Regions from separate parts of the Mus musculus genome. Here regions 2, 3, 4 and 5 are each linked to region 1. Evidence: chromatin contacts called from public HiChIP or PLAC-seq data. All regions are on one chromosome and are shown on one strand. Each heading gives the region's core, a stretch centred on a gene start, on an enhancer-like site or on the middle of the called end of the contact. The rest is flanking DNA. Distances are from core to core; before and after follow the strand shown. Region 1 holds the start of Ttc7b (tetratricopeptide repeat domain 7B). Region 2 overlaps Ttc7b (tetratricopeptide repeat domain 7B). Region 3 overlaps Ttc7b (tetratricopeptide repeat domain 7B). Region 4 has its middle 3.4 kb from the start of Gm10432. Region 5 overlaps Ttc7b (tetratricopeptide repeat domain 7B).

Region 1 (2,757 bases), core at 31-2,530:
TGGGTAGTTCGGGGTGAAGGTTGAAAAGAGTACACATGTCCTTCCTTGAATGAGCAGTGTCAGTCCTTCATTCATTCCCTCTGTGATTTGTCTGTCCCACGCCTGCTCAGACAGTCTTGGGAAGCCAGAGGTGAAGGAGGACAAAATCCTCTGCCCTCTCTGCCCAGGCTCCAAGTGCCTGCCTGTGGTTTTGGCGCGTACGAAAAGACAAGCAAATATTAACCATACTTGCTTCCAAAACAAATAAGGCCACGTGGAGTCTCGCTCTGGAATGTGATTTTGGCTGCAGTTTTGGTTTGATGGGTTGGAAGAACCAATTCAGCAAATGGGGTCATTGGCCAAGTCCAGCCGCCAGGTTTCCCAAGTCAGATCCTGGTTCCTGGGCGCACCAGGCCCCTCATCCAATCAGCTCCATTTCCCTCATTGTTAATACAGTCTCATCTTCCTGCCCAGTAACCTTCTCCCAGACTCCCTGACTCTGTTTCCCTTGTACTCTCCACCCTATCCTCTCTGGGTCTGCAGATTTGACACCCAACTGTCTTGACCTCAAGACACAAATCCCAACCTGCCAATGCCACCCCTGACACCCTCCAAGTCTGAGCTCCCTCCTGGGGCCCTTGATTACCATATGTTCACAACATCTCCATCACAGGACCCCTGAGCACACCACACACACTCTGGTGGTCCCCAGATGCCCACAGGTATGTCCCGGGGGGCTCCATACACACACAAACGCACACACACACACAAGCTCCAACTTCTTGGAAGCCCGGGGCTGGCCTCCGGTCTCTGGGGTCGGTGAACCTCTCCAGCCTGCACGTCAGGACTCCAAGGCTCCGACAGGCACAGCCCGCCCGCCCAGCCGCACGCCGCGTGACCGGAGGACCCCGCGTTCCCCAAGGGCCTGGCCCGCGCACACCGCGCGGCCTGCGCCTCGCCGCCCGGCCGCGCCCCTGCTCGCGCCCGGAGCCTCAGGCCTAGCCCCGGAGGCCGCGGCGGTCCCGCAAGCCCCGGTGCGTCCGCGCGTACCGTTGGCGATGAGCTTGGCCGACAGCTGCTTGACGAGCTCGGGGATCCGCTCCCATTGGCACTCGGAGCGGCAGCGCTCGATCTCCGTCTCCAGCCGCGAGCCCGCCTTCCTGGTCGCCATGGCCGCCCTGGCCGGCCCGGCGCGCGCCCGCAGGCCCCGCAGGCCCCGCCGCCGCCGGGCCCCGCGCCGCCTCCCGCTGCGGCCGCGGGCTCCGGCTCCGGCTCCCGGCTCGGCGGCGTAACGGGAACGCCGGCCGGGGAAGGGGCGGGGAGCGGGCGGCGGCGGGCGCGGCGGGGCCCCGGGCGCCGCGAGGAGCGGCCCCTGCCGGCCAGGGCCGGAGCCGCAGCGGGCCGGGGCGGAGGCCGGACAGCAATGAGGAGCGCGGGACGGTGCTCAGGAGCGAACCTGGAGCGGTGAGGGGTCAAGCCAGGGCAGCCACCCCGAGGATGCTCTGGGGCTCCAAAGGCCGGGGTTTCTAGTGCGAGAGGGCGTGAAGGGCGAGCCTGCCTCGGCTGGCCCTGCCATCGCAGGTTGCTTGTGCTGGCCTGCGCCCCTCCTCAGGCTCCCCTCTGCCCCAGGTAGCCTCCGTCCCCATCATGTGGCCAGAAGCAGTGGAGATTCATGCTCCTCCAGAACCTGCCCGAAGTTCCTTAAGTGTGTGTTGGAAGAAAGTGAGGGAGGACGTGTGTGTGTGTGTGTGTGTGTGTGTGTGTGTGTGTGTGTGTGTGTAGCTGCAAGCCCAGATGCCAGCTCCCTTGCCCTCTGAGGAGAATACCAACTCATAAGTGGCATTTCCAGGCCTTGACCTTGTAACTGAGAGCAGGGGCAGGTGTCTAAGCTGAACATTATTTCACTTGTGTAATTTATTCAGTAACTATAGAGTCAGAGGTCACCCACACAGAGCTAGGTAGTGTTTTAGGGCTGTGGAAACGGAACGAAGTGGGTACAACTTTGCTTCAAAGTGGGTATAAAGTTCATAGCCCATTCATGGAAATGAATTAATTAAGCAAAATAAAGTAGCAAATTAGGTTATGGGTTGGTTAAGGATGGTGTTGAAGTGATATTTGACAGTTTTAAAGATGAGAGTCGGGGGGATATGGGAGGTGGGGAGGGCAGATCATTACAGGCAGAGCAAAGGCCTCGGCTTTACTATATTTGGTGAGTTAGAAAAAGGCCAGAGTGGCTGGGGTGGAATGAAGGCAAGGAGCTGAGCAGATGATGTCAGGAGGGTGGGGGTTAGTCCATGCCCGGCCTTCTGGATCATTAGAAAGACTGTCTTTCTTCTTGGTGAGATAGGGAGCCTGCATGTTAGTCAGGCATGCAATGGCAAGGCCTGCAAGTATGGACATGACCAGTATTTGGGAAAGTTGGTCAGGGAATGTGGCTTCAGGGGCAGTGGGGGTGTTGGACTCTGCAATACTGCCTCTGAGGATGGAGCTGTCATCTGGGCAGTACCCTGTCACCAGGTTCATCCTCTTTGGGTGTGTCTCCTCCAGCTTTCCAAAGCTATCAAGTGCAGGCTTTTCTCTCATGCCCTGGGGATAAATGAAGACCAGACTCACAGGCCTTGGTTTACAGGATCAGCAACTGAAACTCAGTAAGGGCCAAGAGGAAAGAAGTACTTGGGACATGACCAACACCACACTGAGGCAACCCAAGGCCCTCAGAGGTGATGGGAGCAGAGCAGATGGGGCTCAGACACTAAGGACAGCCCAAGGACAGGCAAA
Region 2 (2,776 bases), core at 60-2,559, 180 kb before region 1:
AGGCGTGACTCCAGAGACCTCGGAGGGCGAATAGATCGAATAGATCTGAAGGCTACTTACTAACTGAAAAGAGGGAGGGAAAACCATGAAAGTGTGCTTCTGGAGAGTTGCCTTGGGACAACAGATCAAACCAAAAATTAAAACCAAACAACAAAACAGTTGAAAACTCAAAATTAAAGCTACAATAGCAAAGAGGGTTCTAGTAACCTCCCAACTGCAACCTGGCTGGCTGGAATCAGTTTATTTTCCACTGACTTAAAGCGACTTTTGCTTTAAGTAAGGAAAGGCTAAGCTGACCCGTTGATGCCATGTGGGAGTCCCAAAGCAGGGAATTCCAAAAAGAAGAGACAGACAATGAAACCAGCAGGCTTTGGGTCTCCCCACACAGGCCTGCAACCCTGAGTCTATAAGAGTGCAGGGCTGGGCCAGTTTTCATTGTTAGGCAAGAGGGTTGAAGCTCTCTACAATTAGATCAAGAAACTCTATTACCAGTGGCTTGCCTTCCCAGATTAACAAGTGCATCTATGAGGAAGAAAGATCCTTGCGAACAGCTGGTTACCAGCCAGGCACTCCCAGAGGATGGGACAGTGGCTCATGGCTTCTCTGAGAGTAACTGCAGGGCACTGGGTAGGGGCAAGCCACAGTTAGCAGGAAGCCCAGTGGGTCCTCATTGTTCCAATTTACTAATTAGATGACTCTAAAGGCCCCCCTGTAAGAGCCAGAATTTCAGAAGAAATGCAGGGCTCCTAGGTTGACAAAACCTGGCGGGGTGCTGAGGTTGGTGGGTTTGCTGTGCAAACAGTGGGCAATGGAATGTATGACATCATTCTAGAACCACAGGATCTCATTTAAGATAATAAATTTAACAAAGGCCAATGTAAGCCGGGCGGGCGTGGTGGCGCAAGACTTTAATCCCAGCACTTGGGAGGCAGAGGCAGGCGGATTTCTGAGTTCAGTTTGAGGCCAGCCTGGTCTACAAAGTGAGTTCCAGGACAGCCAAAGCTATACAGAGAAACCCTGTCTCAAAAAAACAAAAACAAAACAAAACAAAAACAAAAACAAAAAAAAGCCAATGTAAGAGAAAAAATTTTTTTCTTGAAAAAAAATTGAAGTTGGCAATTGCCCCTAGGCACTACTATATTGAGAGAAAATGCTGCTCTGGGGTAGATAAAAAGATAACATAAACAGCTTATAAATATCAATTTTATCTTCCATTTCATAGAACTGGGGCTGCCTTAAAAGCTAAGCCATATGCAAATGAGCAAGGTCAGAGTCACTGTGAATGTGCCTTTCTTTGGTTGACCTTTGTTCCTGACCTATATGGAGGCTTACATAACGGCACCTGCCACCGAACGAGCGCACTAGACAGAGTGGTTCCTCCTGGCAGTAGCCTGTTATGGGCTTTTGTTCAGCATGTAACAGCATTTGGAACAAAGATGAGCCCTTATAAATCACAGATGCAGATGAAATCTGCAGGCACTGCTGGCAGGAGTGCACATTAAATAATCGAGTGAAGAAGAACAGGCTCAGCTCACTCTCGCTCACGGTGAGCACCATATTTAGGTCCCTTTTAAGGACTTCACCCACCAGTGTGCTTCATTTTAATATAGGGATTAAGCAAACAAACAACCAAACTGATTGCGTCCTGGTGCTTCCTGAAGTAGACTTTCAAAAGTTCTGTACTATTTGAAATCAAGATTAGGCAAAGGTGCTATTCTGTCACTCCACACTTTCACGACAGAAACCCTGCCTTTGCAAGTAAAAACCAGTTCCCAACACATTTCTTAAATGTACTCTGTAATCTGCTGGCACTGGCCTCGAGTGGAAGGTTCTGGGAGCAGAGCTCTAAGTGCCTTCCATTCCGTGTTGACAGGCAGGTGAATGTCATCTTTAGAATTTGGCTTTCACTGTTATATGAGGTTGGGATTAATTAACTTCCAAACTGAAATGCAGACATTTTTAGGATTATTTGCAAAATATTATAGCTGGCTTGTTCTTCTGTGTGTGTGCCTATGCATGTGTGAGAGGGTACACAGGTGTGTAAGTGATGTGCATGTGTTTGTTGGGGGCAAAGATAGAGGGTACACAGGTGTGTAAGTGATGTGCATGTGTTTGTTGGAGGCAGAGATGGAGGGTGCACAGGTGTGTAAGTGCATGTGCATGTGTTTGGGGGGCAGAGATAGAGGGTGCACAGGTGTGTAAGTGCATGTGCATGTGTTTGGGGGGCAGAGATGGAGGGTGCACAGGTGTGTAAGTGATGTGCATGTGTTTGTTGGAGGCAGAGATGGAGGGTGCACAGGTGTGTAAGTGCATGTGCATGTGTTTGGGGGGCAGAGATAGAGGGTACACAGGTGTGTAAGTGATGTGCATGTGTTTGTTGGGGGCAGAGATAGAGGGTGCACAGGTGTGTAAGTGCATGTGCATGTGTTTGGGGGGCAGAGATAGAGGGTGCACAGGTGTGTAAGTGATGTGCATGTGTTTGTGGGGCAGAGATGGAGGGTACACAGGTGTGTAAGTGATGTGCATGTGTTTGTGGGGCAGAGATAGCCTCAGGTAAGATGTCTATTTTGGTTTTGTTTTCAGACAGGGTCTCACTAAGTAGCTCTGGCTGGCCCAGAACTTGCTACATAGACCAGGCTGGTTTCAAACTCACAGAGATCTGCCTTCCTCTGCCTCCCAAGGCTTAAAGGGGGTGTGCTGCCGCACACCGTGGGCCTACCTTGTTTTGTAGGACAGAGTCTCCCACTGGTAGGCAGACCAGCTGTAGTCTGCTGTG
Region 3 (2,734 bases), core at 114-2,613, 210 kb before region 1:
GGGACAGTGTGGCTCTGCAAAGAGGAAGGTTTACACTGCAGAGCTCCTGGGGAGAAGAGAGGCACAGCAGGCGCTTTCGTTCCCTGCACAGAGCTCTCACCATTTCCCGATTCAGTGCAGAATAAATCAGCATCAAGATCAGAGGCATCGCCTCAAGAGTTCCCAGCCGGTGCTGAGAGGAGCGTGGGAGGTGCTGCTCACCTGCCTTGGTACAGGCACTGAGCTCATTTGTATGTGGTCCCTGCTATGTATCAGGCTGTGCTTGACACAGAATGGGGGCCTGCGGCCTTGGACAATGACTTGGAGGGAGACTAGAAAATTAGAATAAATTAAAGCATCCGCCATCACTCCTGCTCACAGAGACGTGTTCAGACTACAGATTCAGGAAAGGTCATAGTCATTTTATGCTCTAACCTGGTATGGTCATACCCAGAGGTGACCTGTTACTGGCACTGGCTGATCCAGCATCAGTCCTATAACCCTGTTACAGGCAGTTCTTGTTCTGACTGTACACTCTGCTAAAAGGAAGGCCCCTCTTTCCTAAAGAACGGAGAAGGGGCAAGTGCACAGGGAACCTCACGCTTGCATCCTGGGGGCCTGGAGGAGTCTCGTATTTCCCATGTGACTTTCATGCTACTGGTTTTGGAGGAAGGTCAGGTACTGAGGTGAGGTGCTTGTGCTAGGCCAGAACCATGTCTACATCCCTGAGGGCAGACCAGAGGTTGGCATGATTGCTGTAGAGGAAACATGACATGTCCTGGTCAGACAGATCTCCAGTGCATGTCAGAGCTATGTTCTAGATGCTGTTGCTTCTGCTCCGAATTGTCTACTCTTAGCCACTACTCTTTCTGGCCCTGGCCTGGGCAGTTCTGCAGTACTTCCTTCCCCGGTTCCTTCAGCCCTGCCTCTGCTCAGCGCCACAGCAGCTTCTGAGGCGTGGCCTTGAGTGTTCTTCATCCATGGTCCCTCTGATGTCTCTCTGCTTCCCTCCTTAACAGCAATTCCCTCTCTGGCCCATGAGTGCAAGTGATATAATGGCCAAAATGGCTCTCTGGAAGAAAAAAAGCCCAGATGTGTGGCATTTGCCATTTTCTACAAAGTAAGTCCTTCTATCAAGACTAAACCATACTGCTCTCTTGAGGGTTGAAGGGAACAACACAAACCCCGATTTTCTTCCAGCACTGAGAATACAGAGGGGCACAGGATGAACTTTCTTTAGCATGGAGCAGCTCTGGTAGGGGCCCCAGGATCTATGCATCTCCCGAGGAATGTGTCACCCTGGAAACATGGCTAACTCTCTGCAGCTTCCCCCTGGTTGCCAGCAACATGACCTCTGAGCTTGACTTCCCAGAGATCCTTCTGAGCTGACAGCTGTGTTGCCTATGATGCTTGCTGGTGGGTGTGCAGGCATCTGAGTGAGGTAGTGGTGGCTGGAGGGGGCTGCTGCCAGCAGGAAGCTGGTGACTGTAGCTGGCTCTTTAATCAAAGGCACAAGTGTATTTGTTACCTTTGTATAAAACGCAGGCGGCAGGTAAAGAATTTAACAGCTTATGGGAGTTCTAATTAGAGAGCCAATTATAACTCGATTGACCTGCCTTGCTTTGGAGGGCCTGGAAACTCGCATGTTGTCCTTAGGAAGAAGCAGATTTTGCTTCTAGTTTGTTCTGGGAGATCTCCGCAGGGATCTTTGGCTCTGGCCCCATGCATCTGTCTAGATCTGGCAGCCTGGTGCAGAGGATGAGAGAGAACCTGCAGGGCCCTGGACTCCTATAGGGAGGGGCCGAGCTTTATTTATGAAGACACAGCATCCACTGTCAGAGGCTGCTCTGTGCCAGGCTAGCGGCTTCTGCTGCATTTAGAAGGACACTGGCCAGAATTTCAATTATAGATCTAATCAAGAGTCAACTCTTAGCTAGGCAGGATCCCAGGCCAGTATGTATGTGTGTGTGCGTGTATGTGTGTGTGTGTGTGTGTGTGTGTGTGTGTGTGTGTGTGTGTGTGCATGTGCGTGTATCATCTCCCTACTCCTCTCAGCAAATCACTGTTGTTACCAGCCTGGAGAACAGGCACCAGACAGACATGAAAAGGGGGTGCTTCATACGTCTAAACATTTGTCATTTGACACACCTGCAGGCCTCTAGCTCACATGTGTGATCATGGCTTACTCCTGCTAGGGTGATCACCACCATCCCTCATGGATAGAAGAACCGAGGCCCAGAGAAGGAAGGCAACTTGCCCAGGGGCCTCAGCTCTGTTGTGTGGAAACTGTGTCTAATTCAAGCCATGTCTGCTCCTGATGTGTAGCCAAGAGAGGCTGTGCCGTCTGAGCTCCTCCTTCTGCACGGTGCAGGAGCAGGGCTGAGTCCCGCATGGAGAGCAGAGAGGACTGAGCTCAAGGACGTGGGATCTGGTAGAGCCACAGCCAAATCCCTTCTACAGGGACAAGCAGTGGCATCCGCATGATTGACTGGTCAGAGCCTAGATTTCCCACGAGTGTTGCTTCTCTCCTGCTCCCTAAGTGCTGGCACGCCACGGACTGTGCTCTTGGCCTCTCTCTTGCTTCCTCTCTATGATTTTTGCCTTAGCTTCAGCTATTGCCTGTTGCCAACCCCAAGTCACTGACCCAGCCTAGTCGTGTGCGGCCTGCTATCACTAGGTAGTTCTTCCTGGAGCAGGTGCCTGATGCCAGGCTAGCACTCTCCAGTCCGTGCACCAAGCCTTACTGGGCTTCCCT
Region 4 (2,700 bases), core at 58-2,557, 250 kb before region 1:
GATATGCTCTGTGTAATGCTCTTCGGATGTCCCTGGAGACACATTGGAACCGTTTCTCGATTTTACAACCTGGAGTGACTGCAGCAGGAGGGTCCTTAGAAAGATGCTTGGGTTCAGGTTTCTACCAAAGCTGCAACACTGTGCCCCACACTCATGCTGTCATTGTTTGGGCCCAGGGGCTGTTGGCACTGTTTGCTAAGGCCACTTCCTGTGTATCTGAACAACCCTGACCAAAAGTAGTTCTTCCTGCCCTGAGAAGACCTCTGTCCCAGGGGCCTCACGCCACAGGGTGAATTGTTAAGAGATGCTGTGGCCTCAGACCATAAGTACAAGCGAGACATTGAGGGGGTGTAGAGTTGTGCGTTCCTGAGCTCTAACTGCAAGCCTTCATGACACCAGATCTACCATCCCCTGAACCCCTCTGGGCTTCAGCTTCCTGCTTTATGGAGGAAGAGACAGAGTTACTGTGGGAATTAGCAGTGTAATGTCTGCCAAGCTTGGACACGGTGAGCCCTTGCAAGGTCCAGCATTATCATAGTTAGGATGTGAATGCTCTGGCTTTAGTGCTCAGCCCAGCAAACCCTGACACGCCCAACATAGCTCCCAAGCCTGTTCCCACCCACGAGCCAGACGGAAGCATTCATTCATTTTGTGCACATGTGTATGTGCACGTCTGTGTGTAGGATGTGTATGTGACCGAAGCTACCCTCAGGCCACAGCACACGGGTAGATCAGAGGACAACTTTCAGGAGTTGTTCCTCCCCTTCCACCTTGTTTTGAGGCAGGATCGCTCTTGTTTCTGCCTCTGACCTGTGTCCTCAAGACATACTGGATTCTGCTGTGTCCATCACCTGTCTTGCAGGAATTGCAGATGTTTGCTGCCAGCTCTGACTTTGTATGTATGTCCCATGGATTCCCATTCAGGCTGGCAGGCTTGCAAAGTTAGGGCTCTTACCCACTGAGTCCTCCCACCCTGTCCCCCTCCTCATTTCACAGAGAAGGCGATAAAGGCAACTCTATTGTCAGTTCCAAGTGTCAGGTCTCAGAGCTCACAGCCTAGGAGAGAGGCAGCTGCCTAGAACTCAGGTTACCATGAGATGCGGGCTCAAGGCCACTTAGGAAGCAGAGTAGTAGTCAGGCAGGACTCAGCAAGGGATATGGAAGAGAAGAAACCCAGCAGCCTCCACAAAGGCAGTGAATGTTCTGGCCACAGACACCTGGCTGTCATCTTTTCAGGTCCACCTCAGTCCCCTCCTGCCAGAGCTTTAGCAGAAGAGTCATTTGCTGAGTCACCCTGTAGCTGGCATGGTTTCCTCAGACTCCTTGAAATCCCAGCTTAGCTGCATGGCCCTGCCCAGACTCTGCTACCTGGCTGCCAGCTCACTGTGAGTCCTTGGGCAGATTGCTTCATGACTCTGGGATAATGCAGATGCTTGAGTTGTCCGTGGTGGGGGATGGGGGATAGGGGGATTGCTGTCACCAGAATGAAGTCAGAGACACCTTGGTGTCCTGTTTATTATATATCCCATGCAGCTCTGTGTGTTTGTGTGCACGCGTGTGCGTGTATGCGCACACACTCATGTGTGGATGCATACTTGTACATGTTCGAGTGCATAGGCTTATGGGGACCAGAGGGCAACATTAGGTGTTATCCTCAGATACACTGTCCATCTCCTTTGAAACTGAATCTCTCATTAGTCTGTCATTCATCATTTAAGCAAGACTGCCTGACCAATAGACCCCAGGCTTCTCCCATTCTCTGTCTCCCCAGAACTGGGTGATGAGTGCAGTCTACCACAGTCACCATTTTTACTTGGGTTCTGGCTATCAAACTCAGGTTCTCCTGCTTGCAAGACAAGTACTTTACCAACTGAGCTAACTCCCTAAGTCTGGTTCATAGAGAAAGTAAATGAAAGCTGGCTATGGAGATACACACTCTATCTCTAGCAGCAAAACGGCTGAGACAGGAGGATAGCAGTGAGCTCAACCTGGGATACACAGAAAAGTCTTGTTTAAAAAGAAATAAAAAGAAAACAAGTAAAAGAAAGCAAATGAATGAATGAATGAACACATGTCCATCCTTCATTCAAGAGCATGGATGGGCAGATAAACTAACAGATATTGGAGGATAGTTCAGTCCTCTCTTTCCAGAGGTCTCAAGAGCTCAGGCACCTATAATTCCACCTACCCTCCCACGCCAAGTCTCCTTACACTCTGGACATCATCGCCTGATCAGCCATTGGGGTGGGGGTGGGGCGGAGCTTCAGCATCACCGTGCTCACTGCCTATCCACAAGCTGTTTTTCTGTCCCCTGAATGACAGTTTCTCTCATGCTCTCCAGCTGATCCTTGGTGTCTAGGTTAGACCACACCACCTCTCCCTGGCTACTTACCAGAGTGACCTTTCAAAATCTTCTGCCTCTGGTGAGACAGTCCCGTTCTGACTGTAGCCTCCTTCCCTCCCTGCTACAGTCTAGGGATCTTTATTCCAGGGATACTTGCATTCTCAGCACCCAGCCTGGGTTTCTCAGCAAGGCTTTGGCCCTGGAGACTGAAGTTCAGCTTAGCTTGCCTGCCTCTTCCCTCTCCACAAACTGTACCCCTTGAACTCTGTGCCTTCCTTTAACCTTCTAGAACCTCCCAATTCCCTCCATGCTTGTGTGCCTTCAGCCTGGAATGCCTGTGTTACCTACATGATAAA
Region 5 (2,700 bases), core at 24-2,523, 150 kb before region 1:
CACCAGAAGTAACCCTAGGCTTCAGGGTCTAAAGTTCTGCTGGGGACAGACTCATCAAAAAGAAACACAATTCCTATAGCTGGGACATTGCTTCAGTCGGTGCTAACAGGTTTTACTCAGGTGATCATGGACTTGTGGGATCCACAGACTATATCTACTCTCAACTCTTAGTAGGTATTCTTGCAAAGAAGTTTCCCATCACAGAGGAAGACATAAAAATATTTGAAAAGCAGACAAGTCCTGAGCTGATCTCAGACCTGATGCCACATACTCTGATTTTTCCAGTTTGCAGCTTAGCATTAAAGTAACAGGCTTACATTGCTGACATATCTCCACTGCCGCTCCTTATTCCTCCTGCTTGACAAGGCTGTCAGCTGCTGTCACTGGAGGCACTATGGCATTAGCCATCGCTGCTGATTGCTTACTGTGCAGTGTGGCTGTTAGTCTAGGAAGCTCCTCTAGGGTGCTACTGTGGGCTACTGAAGCAGGAACCACAAGCTGGAGAGTAGTATCTAATGAGGGCAGTGGCTGTGCACACATGCATGGGCACATGTGTGCGGAGGGAGGAGTCATAGAAGGGCACTTTATAAATACTGTCGAGAGAGATTAAGTTCCATTGTATCATGTTACTGCTACTTTATCAAAATGGAGAAAGAACCAAATACTTTAAAATGTAATCTAATCACTGTGATTCTACAGGGCAGAAACATCGTGGGATGAAATACAGAAATGTGCAGGTGTCACAAGAGCAAGTTAGAGATGTGCAAGAAGCAATACTGTAGCAAAGCTCTTTAGTTCACTCTGCAAACAGCTGAGCCTACAAGAGAACTCTCCAGCCACAGGGTTCCTGGATTAGATGGAGAAGGGGAGAAGAGAAGCGCCCTTTCCTTGAAGACAAAGACATGTTTGCAGTGGAAATGTGTGAACCAATTCTCCAGGGAGAGCTGCTGAGAGCTGCTGAGAACGCACTGATCAAAACAGGCAGGGAGATCAAGCTAGAGTTGACCTACTTAAACAGAGAAAGCGAGGCCACCTTCCACATTCCTTCCCATCCCCACTCCCCACCCTCACGTTGTCCCTACCCTGTTGCTGGATCTGCAGCCATGCAGACATGTAGACCCTTCCAGCCCACAGGAGTGTTTACTATTTCTAGTCACTGTGTACTGGTAATTCGGTAGGTAGCCCAGAAGACAATGTTCTCCACAAGGCCTCAGCACCAGGCGTGGAGTCAGTGAATCTCACATTCTCGGGCTCAATAAAAAATGTGACTCAGAGGACAGATGTGATGACTCGGGTAGGCAGGCTAAGCCTGTGGCTGCCTCTGATGATGATTCTTACAGTACGTGTAAGTGTTGATAAACTTATTCAAGAAACTTTATCTCCTAGATACTAAACCTAGACTCAGAGAGCTAAACATCCTAACCCAGGTTACAGTCTAGCAGTTTTATCACAGCCAAGTGTATGGGAATTCGCATCTACTTACTACCTTTCTTGAAAACTATCAAAATATTCACTACTGTCTTGGAACAACTGTGTGTGCTTCAGGGAACACAGTGGAGAAGAACAGGTGGGGTACCTGAGCTGTGTCAGGACGGCTAGGAAGCAGCTTGGTGTTACGCACCCGGGGCAGTGGGGAACCAGCAGTAAGTTTCTCTGCCCTCCTTGAGTGTCCACGAAGGTCTCGTACTGGACAGTTCAGAAAGGAGGAGTCCAGAACGAAGTCCATGCAGTGATTCCGGAGTAAGGGAAGGTCGATGGCAGGGCTACTTACATAAAATTTTCTGGGTATTCACTCAGGGCCATGTCGATGATGTTGAGAGCATCATGGTAATGCTTCTGAGCCGACAACAAGAGAGCCAGGAGGTGCAGGGAGTTCGCATCGTCGCCTTGCAGTTGGAGAGCTTGGCGAACATATCCTAGAGCTTCTGGTATCTGGTTTAAAACAAAACCCAGAAGTTTGTTTAGACAGTCACACAAAGAGGCCACGGGTACATCAAGTCCACTGCGAGCTGTTTTATGTCATGCTGCACCCACATACACATCCTCACGACAGGATACTGAGCAAACGAGAGCACATCCTCTTCAGCAGAGGTAGGACCAGCGAGGGAAGAGGAGAGACCCCACTCCTCTGCCTTTTCCATCTCTCTAGATGAACTTCGATCCCCACAGACCAGATACACTTTTGATTAGGTCTAAGATGAGCTCACTGTGAGTGGAGACAGAGACAAGTTCCCAGGGTTCTTAATGGAACTAAACTGCCTTAGCTGACCCATTCTCCCTTTCAGAGCATTATTGAAATTAAAGTATGTCATAAGCCATGAAACCTTTAGCAGAACTTTCTAGGGTCCAGATGTTTGGATTTCTCCTGGACATGAAGGAAATATGCAAACAAACAAACAAAGCCCCATACCTTTCCAAACTAGAGCTCAAAATAACTGGCTGCAAGAAAACAAATCACAGGACCACTTGCAAAGCAGATGTAGCCAAATTCAAGCAGGCCCACATGTAACCTTGGTCACGGGTGCAACAGCTGCTCAACATATTCTCCTGTGTGTGTGTGTGGGGGTGTGTGTGTGTGGGTGTGTGTGTGTGTGTGGTGTGTGTATACATGTGTGTTACCTATGGATGTTACAGAGTGCCAAGGAGCAGCACCTTACCCACTGCACCATCTCTCCAGCCTCACATGTTCTTGAAAAGCAT

What was found. HiChIP or PLAC-seq counts read pairs in DNA pulled down with a chosen protein or histone mark.
Region 2: an H3K4me3 HiChIP or PLAC-seq map of embryonic stem cells shows a contact between it and region 1, with 13 read pairs. The contact joins the enhancer-like site here to the promoter of Ttc7b in region 1. A contact is called at or near these places in 6 of 39 promoter capture datasets (the 3T3-L1 cell line, the C10 cell line, hippocampal neurons and 2 more), 2 of 484 Hi-C or Micro-C datasets (the N1E-115 cell line and cerebral cortex), 2 of 115 datasets of contacts at active chromatin or transcription factors (embryonic stem cells and stem cell-derived neural progenitor cells) and 4 of 9 other capture datasets (adipose tissue, embryonic stem cells, liver and 1 more).
Region 3: an H3K4me3 HiChIP or PLAC-seq map of stem cell-derived neural progenitor cells shows a contact between it and region 1, with 24 read pairs. The contact joins the enhancer-like site here to the promoter of Ttc7b in region 1. A contact is called at or near these places in 2 of 39 promoter capture datasets (the 3T3-L1 cell line and liver), 1 of 484 Hi-C or Micro-C datasets (the N1E-115 cell line), 3 of 115 datasets of contacts at active chromatin or transcription factors (embryonic stem cells, pancreatic cancer cells and stem cell-derived neural progenitor cells) and 1 of 9 other capture datasets (macrophages).
Region 4: a contact with region 1 is called in a FOXA1 HiChIP or PLAC-seq map of pancreatic cancer cells. The contact joins the enhancer-like site here to the promoter of Ttc7b in region 1. A contact is called at or near these places in 5 of 39 promoter capture datasets (the 3T3-L1 cell line, the C10 cell line, the HPC-7 cell line and 2 more), 5 of 484 Hi-C or Micro-C datasets (the MNK3 cell line, bone marrow-derived macrophages, forebrain and 1 more) and 5 of 115 datasets of contacts at active chromatin or transcription factors (embryonic limb bud, embryonic stem cells, kidney and 2 more).
Region 5: a contact with region 1 is called in an HNF4G HiChIP or PLAC-seq map of pancreatic cancer cells. The contact joins the enhancer-like site here to the promoter of Ttc7b in region 1. A contact is called at or near these places in 3 of 39 promoter capture datasets (the 3T3-L1 cell line, the HPC-7 cell line and hippocampal neurons), 1 of 115 datasets of contacts at active chromatin or transcription factors (pancreatic cancer cells) and 2 of 9 other capture datasets (adipose tissue and pancreatic islet).

Annotation. Positions count from the first base shown.
Region 1 is chr12:100,519,542-100,522,298 of GRCm38.p6, forward strand. Ttc7b (tetratricopeptide repeat domain 7B) reads right to left here and starts at 1,281. Exons shown (of 20, transcript NM_001033213.1): 1 at 1,030-1,281. The coding sequence starts at 1,150.
Region 2 is chr12:100,340,437-100,343,212 of GRCm38.p6, forward strand. The region is part of intron 17 of Ttc7b (tetratricopeptide repeat domain 7B); the gene reads right to left. Among named protein-coding and RNA genes, the nearest start is that of Gm51958, 7.6 kb to the right of the region's middle. Within about 2 kb of position 1,310, at least 17 of the 459 cell types and tissues checked have an H3K27ac peak or open chromatin away from gene starts, as enhancers often do. A contact at or near this core is called in embryonic stem cells, where this site is marked.
Region 3 is chr12:100,313,953-100,316,686 of GRCm38.p6, forward strand. The region is part of intron 19 of Ttc7b (tetratricopeptide repeat domain 7B); the gene reads right to left. Among named protein-coding and RNA genes, the nearest start is that of Gm51958, 34 kb to the right of the region's middle. Within about 2 kb of position 1,364, at least 60 of the 459 cell types and tissues checked have an H3K27ac peak or open chromatin away from gene starts, as enhancers often do. A contact at or near this core is called in the N1E-115 cell line and stem cell-derived neural progenitor cells, where this site is marked.
Region 4 is chr12:100,271,879-100,274,578 of GRCm38.p6, forward strand. No RefSeq gene overlaps it. Among named protein-coding and RNA genes, the nearest start is that of Gm10432, 3.4 kb to the right of the region's middle. Within about 2 kb of position 1,308, at least 14 of the 459 cell types and tissues checked have an H3K27ac peak or open chromatin away from gene starts, as enhancers often do. A contact at or near this core is called in pancreatic cancer cells, where this site is marked.
Region 5 is chr12:100,371,773-100,374,472 of GRCm38.p6, forward strand. It overlaps Ttc7b (tetratricopeptide repeat domain 7B), which reads right to left. Exons shown (of 20, transcript NM_001033213.1): 15 at 1,772-1,932. Among named protein-coding and RNA genes, the nearest start is that of Gm51958, 24 kb to the left of the region's middle. Within about 2 kb of position 1,274, at least 29 of the 459 cell types and tissues checked have an H3K27ac peak or open chromatin away from gene starts, as enhancers often do. A contact at or near this core is called in pancreatic cancer cells, where this site is marked.